Regions from separate parts of the Danio rerio genome. Here all the other regions are linked to region 2. Evidence: chromatin contacts called from public Hi-C and HiChIP or PLAC-seq data. All regions are on one chromosome and are shown on one strand. Each heading gives the region's core, a stretch centred on a gene start, on an enhancer-like site or on the middle of the called end of the contact. The rest is flanking DNA. Distances are from core to core; before and after follow the strand shown. Region 1 holds the start of ctdspl3 (CTD (carboxy-terminal domain, RNA polymerase II, polypeptide A) small phosphatase like 3). Region 2 holds the start of babam1 (BRISC and BRCA1 A complex member 1). Region 3 holds the start of gamt (guanidinoacetate N-methyltransferase).

The links. Hi-C and Micro-C count contacts between places; a contact is called where the count stands out from the background. HiChIP or PLAC-seq counts read pairs in DNA pulled down with a chosen protein or histone mark.
Region 1: an H3K4me3 HiChIP or PLAC-seq map of embryo shows a contact between it and region 2, with 2.7 times the contacts expected there. The contact joins the promoter of ctdspl3 here to the promoter of babam1 in region 2. A contact is called at or near these places in 1 of 18 Hi-C or Micro-C datasets (an unstated tissue) and 1 of 4 datasets of contacts at active chromatin or transcription factors (embryo).
Region 3: a Hi-C map of hematopoietic stem cells shows a contact between it and region 2, with 2.7 times the contacts expected there. The contact joins the promoter of gamt here to the promoter of babam1 in region 2. A contact is called at or near these places in 3 of 18 Hi-C or Micro-C datasets (caudal fin, hematopoietic stem cells and an unstated tissue) and 1 of 4 datasets of contacts at active chromatin or transcription factors (embryo).

The regions. Positions count from the first base shown.
Region 1 is chr11:5,942,730-5,945,657 of GRCz12tu, reverse strand. It overlaps ctdspl3 (CTD (carboxy-terminal domain, RNA polymerase II, polypeptide A) small phosphatase like 3), which reads right to left and starts at 1,576. Exons shown (of 11, transcript XM_021479700.2): 1 at 1,284-1,576; 2 at 1-60. The coding sequence starts at 1,394.
Region 2 is chr11:6,194,134-6,197,053 of GRCz12tu, reverse strand. babam1 (BRISC and BRCA1 A complex member 1) reads left to right here and starts at 1,393. Exons shown (of 10, transcript NM_001003752.2): 1 at 1,393-1,492; 2 at 1,734-1,792. All of the region lies in intron 1 of LOC141376513, which reads right to left.
Region 3 is chr11:5,990,801-5,994,157 of GRCz12tu, reverse strand. gamt (guanidinoacetate N-methyltransferase) reads left to right here and starts at 1,777. Exons shown (of 6, transcript NM_001105595.1): 1 at 1,777-1,984. The coding sequence starts at 1,810.

The DNA of each region.
Region 1 (2,928 bases), core at 327-2,826, 250 kb after region 2:
TGCTGTTGGGACATCATCAGGGTCCAGATTTGAGCAGTCTTGAAGAACCTCTGGGTCATCCTAATGCAAGTACAAGCAAGAAAGACAGATGATAAGCCTGCGATGGTACATCCATGGAATTTGATTGCAATTAAAAATATAATACAAAATGTTAAAGTTTAGGTTTGGACTTAAAAACAAAACATAAATCATTAATACAGAGTCAAATTTAAGCACTTCCCATATGGATTTTCAAACTTTTTCATAAAAATGACACATTTACATACTTTATTACATTATGTCGGATGGTGTTTGTTAGAGTAGTATATTATACAGAACACTATCAGGAAAGTTTTTACAGAAGGTTTGCCTCAACACTGAATTACTGTCATCTACTCTCCTAAATGCCATTATTTGCTCACATCTTGAATGTGTAATTTAATTTTCCTCTTAAATTTATTTTTATTTTAAATTCATCCATTGTTTACAAATGAGGTGGTGTTCTCAAAGCATTTTGATTTCTCCCACTGTTTATGCAAAGGGTCCAGAAAAAATAGTACACCGAGAAAAGATGTTTGCTGTTTGTTCAAACTACTTTTTAAAAATGAGTTAAAGCAACTAATTACTTTCTACTAATTATATCAATAATTTACACTATTTTAGACCTTTTATTTTACGTTCACATCAGTTATTTTTTTAAGTGTCCAATTTAATTATTAATACCCATTCATTAACAATTAAAAAGCACTTAGGGCAAAATATATGCATTTTTAAAACGAGAAAACACTATATTATTAAACTAAACTATTTTCAAGGATTTCCAGGACCCATACAAAACCTGTTAACTGCATTTATTCTGTACTATTTCTGGTGTTAATGACAAAAACACTTCCATGTGCTTCTTCAGCGCCAATACACAGAGAAGCTGATTGGTCGAGATGGATCTTCCCAAATACCTTTCTAAATAGTGGAATCCTATTGGACAATCAGTGAGAATAGGCTCCGCCTCTAAACATATGTGGGACAGCACTCAAAACACTTACCAGAAGCATCCAATACTATGTTCATATACACAAATCTACATCATTCGCATGAACAACAACATGTATTAATATCTAATAATGATATTTTAATGAAACATCATCAGAGGAACGTTGTTTAATTTCGCTCGCCGTATCTCTTGTTAGCATTATGCTAACTAGGCCTAAATACATCCTTTTGAATACGAAATCACACGATAAATCGCATCTAAACACAAATCCTGGTTTATTTTCACTTGTTTTGTACAATTCAACAGGACTGACCTGGTTCTGGACCGGCTCGTTCTCCCGGCTCGGTGTCTCCGGAGCGGCTCGGCGGCGGCGAATCGGTGTCGTTGTGTTTTCGTTTAAAACAGTTCTCGAGCGAAGCCTCATTTTCCTTTAATCCTGATTTAAAAAGACCGGATAAACAGACACGGAGACTTCAAACTCTCAGGGAAACCGTAAAATTACAAGAATCGCATCAATCTCCATGAATTAAATCATCAGTTTGATCTCGCCGTTTTCACTTCCAGACAGCCTGACAGCCTGACCCCAGTTTAAACTGAATCAAACGTAAGCGAGCTTTAGCCAATCAGAACATAAACCCGAAGCGATGGGCGGAGCTCTAAAAGACAACGGCGCAACGTGATGCGGAAGTCACATTGACAGGATTGTTTTTTTTCTTTAAATAATGGCCAAAAATTATATTAATACCCCCGAAAAAGTATATACGACATATAAAATATTCATAATTATAAAATAGGCAATACAGCTACTAGCAGAGAAGTAACACATTAATAACAATTTAAAGTTCATAAATAAAAAGAGAGAGAGAGAGAGAGATCAAGATTATTAAATATGAATCATTGTAAATATACTGATTGATATAACTGTTTTATCCATAAATGTTGATTGCTTTATGTAGTTTATTCTGACTTATTTTTATTGATTTTTTTCATTTGTTTTTATTATTATTATTAAATGTATTTATTTATTATCTTTTTACTACTTACGTTAATACTAATGCTATTTACTGTGTTTTTAAACATGAATATATTTTCAAACTATGACATTTCAATTCCTTTATATTCGAAGCCTTTATGAAGCATGTCACATTTAATGAGATATGGTAAACAACAACAAAAAAACAATATCAAAGCAGTATTGTATTAGAACAAACAAACAAAAAATCATGTTTGTTGATTGCAGTGGTTCTGTTTCTTAAAATGACAGTGGCCGCCAATCGTATCTGGATGCAGCCTTTATAATGCAAACTGAGACTGCATCACTCAGCGATGCAATGTCAGACACAATGCACTCAAATGGAGCTAGTGACGTCACTGTGACGGATAGGGTTAGGTGACGTGAGCCCATTAAAAAGCATTGGATGCAGCCAAGATTGCACTGCATCAGGTCTGCAGCCAGACCCTTCTCGTGGCCGCTGGTATTTTGCCTGCCTGTTGTTCTTTGCTAAGCCAGTAGGCTATATACTATACTTCTGCGCGCTGTCTCTGTCGGTCTGTATTAACACTTCCGAAACGCTAGTTGGCAGTGAGGTGTAAATATTCCTCTGTGTCGAGTTTCTTCTCTGCTTTTTAGTTTTTCCTGAACACTTCCGGGATGTACAAGTGGCTCAAACTCGCTCATTTTGAGGCAGGAACCGGCGAACGTGCAGCAACTTTAACTATGAGGTAAACACAAAACAAAACTTTCCATCCGGAGCTCCTTCACGGGACTCCACACTTGTAAACAATCGTTCGCGCCATTCGCGCGGCTCTCGGTCCCGCCCAGACTCGTCAGCGCTACCAAGCCGACCAATCACAGAGCTTACGCTATGCGTCGTTGCGACGTGTAGTTACATTTTTTGAGAGGTGCACGTCAGCGACGGCGACGGCCACGGCGAAGGGCTGTGCGTCAGCGCCGTAGC
Region 2 (2,920 bases), core at 144-2,643:
TTTGTTTGTTTGTTTGTTTGTTTGTTTGTTTGTTTGTTTGTTTGTTTGTTTGTTTGTTGGTGTTGGTTGGTTTGTTTGTTTGTTTGTTTGTTTGTTTGTTTGTTTGTTTGTTTGTTTGTTTGTTTGTTTGTTTGTTTGTTTCTGAGCTCAAAAAAACTGAAGTTAAATGTTTTATTAAATGTGAATTTATTATATATTTTAAAGGATAATTAAACCCAAAAACACATTTCTTTAGATGTTGACAGATACAGTGCTCAGCATATATAGTAGTACACCCCTCACAAATCTATCTTTTAGGTTCATATTTTAATAGAAAGCTATACAATATTATATTTGTGCATATACAGTTAAAGTCAGAATTATTAGCCCCCCTGAATTATTAGCACCCCTATTATTTTTTCCCTAATTTCTGTGTAACGAAGAACAGATTTTTTTAAACACATTTCTAAACATAATAGTTTTAAACTCATTTCTAATAACTGATTTATTTTATCTTTGCCATGATTACAGTAAATAATATATATAATGTTGTACTGTGTCAGTGAACTTGAACAAGTATACTAAAAGACATTAATTTTCACTAGTTTTATTAGTATTTTTTTTCAGTGATTTGAAAAATAAGTTAAATCTTTGTAGACTAAAAATGTTTATATCATTTATTTAAATATTTGGGCAACAAATTATAGATTCATTTTATTTAAAATTATTATATTATTCTTATTTCTTTAATTAAGCTATAGTGGTGTGGCCAGGTAGGGGCCTTACAAGATAATGTGCCCAGGCCCTGAGTTCTTAATCCGGGCCTGGTTACAGCTGAAATAAACTTTATAACTCAAAAACAATGTTACGCATAATAATACAGCTGTTTTGTGTCAGTTAAATCAGTTGACTGTTGAAATTTTTACATTTAATTTTAACATTTTTAACCCAACTGGTTGAGTTATTAAATAAATAAGCAAATAAAGGTTAGAAATAACATAACAAAGTACCAAATATTTAACTCAGCTGGTTGAGTTATTAATAAATAACCTACAGGTTAAAAATAACCCATCAAAGCACCAAATATTTAACTCAGCTGGTTGAGTTATTAATTAATAACCTACAGGTTAAAAATACTACAACAATGCACCAAATATGTTTAACTCAACCATTGGGTTAAATAAATAACTCAACATTTTTTAGAGTGCTGCGTAAAACATATACTGGATAAGTTGTCGGTTAATTCCTACGGATTAATAAAGGGACTAAGTTGAAAAGAAAATGAATGAATGAACGTAATATGCAATCACACCATTATATATTACATTATTATTACATCATTACCTTGCACGTGAAACCTCTAAATCTCCAGTCCACAAGAGGCGCTGATGACCGAAACACTCTTTAACAGTCAGCTCGGTTCGAACAATCGAACAAGGAAGTGTTGAGGAATAATATTGTGAAAACAGCATTTGATTATTTTACTACTAAATTCGTTTTCATTTAATGTTTGGTAAGTTATTGTTATATGTCGTTTCACAGTTTTGATTTCTGCTCCCTGTAAAGGTCTATAATCGTTAACCTGCGTTAAATACATGTCTTGAAAAATCACGAGTGTTGATTCACTGCTGTTGATGTTTTATACAGATGTAACGTTATTTCGTAAAATGCCACTTCAGCTTTGTATTTTAACACAGTCCTTTTATGGCCATGTTATAATGCTAATTCAATATGTGTTTTTTTAAACCGTTTAGAATGTTTGCTGTCATCCTCCTCATTCCGTCTTCTGTAGAAAGGGATCAGTGTAATTGAGGTAAAGTTGCTTTTATATTTACACATTCAGACGTTCTCCATAATAATATAATTTCATAAAAGTATTCGCTGGCAATTATAAATAGTGAAATCATATCAGCAGCAAATGACTATCAAAGCACAACATTGTTCACAGTCAAATAAATAACGTGCTAAAGTTGCTTTCAAGTCATACCTGCATGTTATTGTATGTCACAAGTTGTCACTGAACTAAGACCAACTTTGCCTCAATATCAGTAGTGTTCTGTACAGATGTTTCTGTGCATGTTACTGTTGTTTTTCCTGATTTGTTGTGTTGCTGTCATTGTTAAGATGGAAACAGCCCTAACAAGGAAGATAAAGGGGTGCAAAATCCCACCTTCAGATTTAAAGCCACTAATAAAAGGCTACAGTTGAAATCAGAAATATTATCCCCCCTTTGCTTTTTATTAATATTTTTGTTTCATATTTTCTAAATCATGTTTAATAGAGCAAAGAAATTTTCACAGTATGTCTGATAATATTTTTTCTTTTGAAGAAAGTGTTATTTTTTTATTTTGGCTAGAATAAAAGCAGTACACATTTTTTTAAAATCCATTTTAAGGTCACAATTATTAGCCCCCTTTAAGCTATATATTTTTGGATAGTCTGCAGAACAAAGAATCGTTATACAATACAATAGCTTACCTAATTACCCTAACCTGCCTAGTTGACCTATTTACCCTAGTTAAGCCTTTAAATGTCACTTTAAACTGTATAGAAGAGTCTTGAAAAAAATCTAGTCAAATATTATTTACCGTCATCATGGCAAAGATAAAATAAATCACACTGTTCAAAGGGTCATGGAAAAGTCATGGAAGTTGGACATGACATTTTTCAGGCTTGGAAAAGTTTTGAAAAAGCAGAAACACCCACAAAGTTTTGGAAAAGTCATGGAAAACAGATATCTGTATACTTGCGTTGTCTAAATCAATTTTAAATAGATATAAATATTAATTAAAACTAAATAGATTGTTGCGATTTGAACATGCATCGGCGACGCAGAGGCACAGTAGGTAGTGCTGTTGTCTCACAGCAAGAAGGTCGCTGATTCGAGCCTCAGCTGTGTCAGTTGGTGTTTCTGTGTGGAGTTTGCATGTTCTCCCTGTGT
Region 3 (3,357 bases), core at 528-3,027, 200 kb after region 2:
TATTTTAAAAAGCACTGTGAGAGTACAACTATACACATCTCACTATTTAAATGTACTAAAGATAAAAAAGCTTAATTTATAAGTTTATTAAATGTATTTATTTGATGCAAAGTGCGAAACACTTTTCAAATGTAAATATATTTGAAAATGTAATTAATTCCTGTGATTATTTAGGGTCATTACGTCAGTCACATGATCCAAAAAATGCTGATATGCTGCTCAAGAAAGGTTTTATTATTATCATCAACGGCGGACTTAGTGATTTAGGGGCCCTATAATTGAAATTCAAAACACTCTCTCTCTCAGATATTTGTTTTCTCTCTAGATTTAGTTAATAAACTGCAAGTTTAAAATATATTTTAAGTGGAACCTTCTTAATTTACAATAAAAAGCAAACTCACAAACTAAACAGTTAATTAGTCATACTTGTGATTAGATTTTAATATTTGCATGTGCAGTACAGAGGGAAAGTTTCACCATTCACAGGGCTTAGAAATTATCTCTGGTTTAGAATGATCTCTGGTTTAGAAAATAATAACGTTAAAATCTTAAAGATTATAGACAGATTTGGTTACATATGATTATAAAATTGCTTCAGGATGATTAATATAGGCTTCTTGGCATTGGTTGGTTGCTTTTCTTGCTTATTGGTTAAGTCGGCCCCTAATTATTATATTATATATATATATATATATATATATATATATATATATATATATATATATATATATATATATATATATATATATATTAGCATCATCAATATTTATTAGCAGTTATTCAGCTATTCAGAATATTTATATCAGTAATATTTAATGAATCGAAAGATCAGCATTTATCTGAAATAAAAAGCTTTGTATACGCACCATTTAAGAGCCAGAAATATTTTTTGTTCAATTATTACTTCTAGTTAGGCAAAGATGTTTAAATTGATCAAAAGTGATGATAATAATGGTTATTATGATACAAAAAAATTCTACGCTAGATAAATGCTGCTCTTCTAAACTTTTTATTCATCAAAGAAAGCTGGAAAAAAATCTACAATGCTGTTTTCAACATAATATAATAATAATTATACAAATTGTTATAATAAATTTAATATAGAGTACTTTATATAGCGTATATGATATATAATAGAAAAAAATTAAATATAATATATTTAAGTCGCTCTTTTTACTCAAACAAACGTCGAAAACAAAACAAACTCTTTTTTTACTTGACAAAACCAAAACTAATGAATTTATGCAAAACTCGACAACGTCTGTTATCCAGCATGATATTCCACAGGACATCACGTGTGGAGGAAAACAATTAACGTGTGGAAGTAAACAACTAATTTACTCGTTTATATTAGATTACTGACAAATATTGTGCATTTTATTGCTTTTATTTTCATTATTAAATCAGATGTTGAGTCACAGATTTTGACAATATCTCAGATTTGCACAGCAATATCAAAGGGCATCTGGATTATCATCTCCAGCAATCACTGACTATGCCATGCTTTAGCCACGTGAGTATGCATAATCGAGGCATTTTAAATAGTAAAGCACAGAGAGCTACAGCTGTTGGGTTAACCGTCATGAATCAGAGTCTGCTCCAGCTGTCTAGAGTGCTGCATGTGAAGACCAACCCCCTGCTCAGAGGACTCCTTATCAACACTCACTGTTGGACTACACTGATTCTTGCACAATCAGCAGTTCTTTAAATATATAACACTCAAGTCCCGGCAGAGTCGACCTCTTCAGCCACCGCGCGTTCACGCCACTCCACATCTGCACATCTGCAATCTACATTCAGCAGTCCACCATGAGCGCCGCTCAGCCGATCTTCTCAAAGGGCGAAAACTGCAAACAAGTGTGGCACGACGCGAACGCAGACTACAATGCGGCCGACACACACCTGGAGATCATGGGGAAACCCGTCATGGAGCGCTGGGAAACTCCGTACATGCACTCTCTTGCAACAGTCGCGGCGTCTAAAGGTAATTTTCGCTTCAAATCTCTCGATTCAGCCCCACGAGTCACTGAAGTTGTGTTATGTTTTGTTTTACCCTAAAAGTAAGTTAATGTTAATTCTGAGTTAGCCTATAATATGGTGCATTTTTATATTATATCTAATACATGCATACATTTAATAATGTCGGTCAAAACTTTAAAACGAGTCGTTTTCTCAATAACACAAGTGCAAATTTACGAATGACACTAGAAAGGAGGATCCGATTCCTTATTGAATCGTTCGACCGAGTCGTTCATGTCAGGAGAATCGTTCGCACTTCAACAGATCCGAACTGAAGATATTTGTTACTTCATTGGACATAAACTATCTGCATTTTTGTTATAAAAATGAATCACCTTTTGTTCTTGGATTTATTCTGCTTGTATATTTCTGTTAAAACGCTTTTATGGCCCAGAAAGTTATGTTTTCATCAAAATCAGTACATTTGTCTGTACAATTTTCCATTGATGTATCAATTTATTAAATTAGCCGAAATAGCCGAGAAGTTAAACAAGTTTTAAATAAATTACTGTGTTGACAAATGTAATTGAAACCCCATATAAGCTTAAAGACTTCATTGGAAAAATGTTAGTGCATTTTCATAACAACGTGATGACGTAACAAATCCAAGTCATTTCGAAATGATCTGTTCGAAAGAGCCGATTCTAAAAATGAATCGCATCAGAGATTCCCTCACTACGGGGAGCGTACATAGACTGTAAAAGATGAGGGGTGTATAGCAGTATTCTAAATATTAATCAGAAATGCTGACTTTTGTAACCTTCCCATTGGGCGCCCAAAGGCATTACCTAATTATTATTCATCAGCTACGCCTTCGCATTAGTAGAAACTTAAGTAGGCTATGTGAACGTCCACGTAACCGTGAGATAAGAATGCGTTATCAGTTAATATATGACATGAACACTTGCTTAAGTCACAAGCAGGTGCAAAAATTCCCCACGCGAGGACAAAAAGTAGTACTGGTAAAACCTTATTACATTACATTATTATTTTTTACAAACTCACCACTAGACGGCGCGCTTCTGTTTACTTCCATTAAAGGAGCAGTTCATCCAAATATGTAAATTCTGTCATTATTTAGTCACCCTTTACTTCAGGGCTATCCCAAGTGTGCCGCAAGCCTACGTTTGAGTGAAGGTTTCGGCCGTTAGATCGCCCCCTGGGGGCTGGCTGCAGTACAAGTCATAAAGCCCGCCTCCTCCGTGTTAATGAAGGAGACTTGAGCCCAAATAAAAAAAAATATTACACTTGCAATAAAATGTCCCGAAAGATAGTTCTGGTGGATTAAGGCACTGGTTATTGTGCTGAAATAGGTGCAGATCTTCATTTTTGTGAACA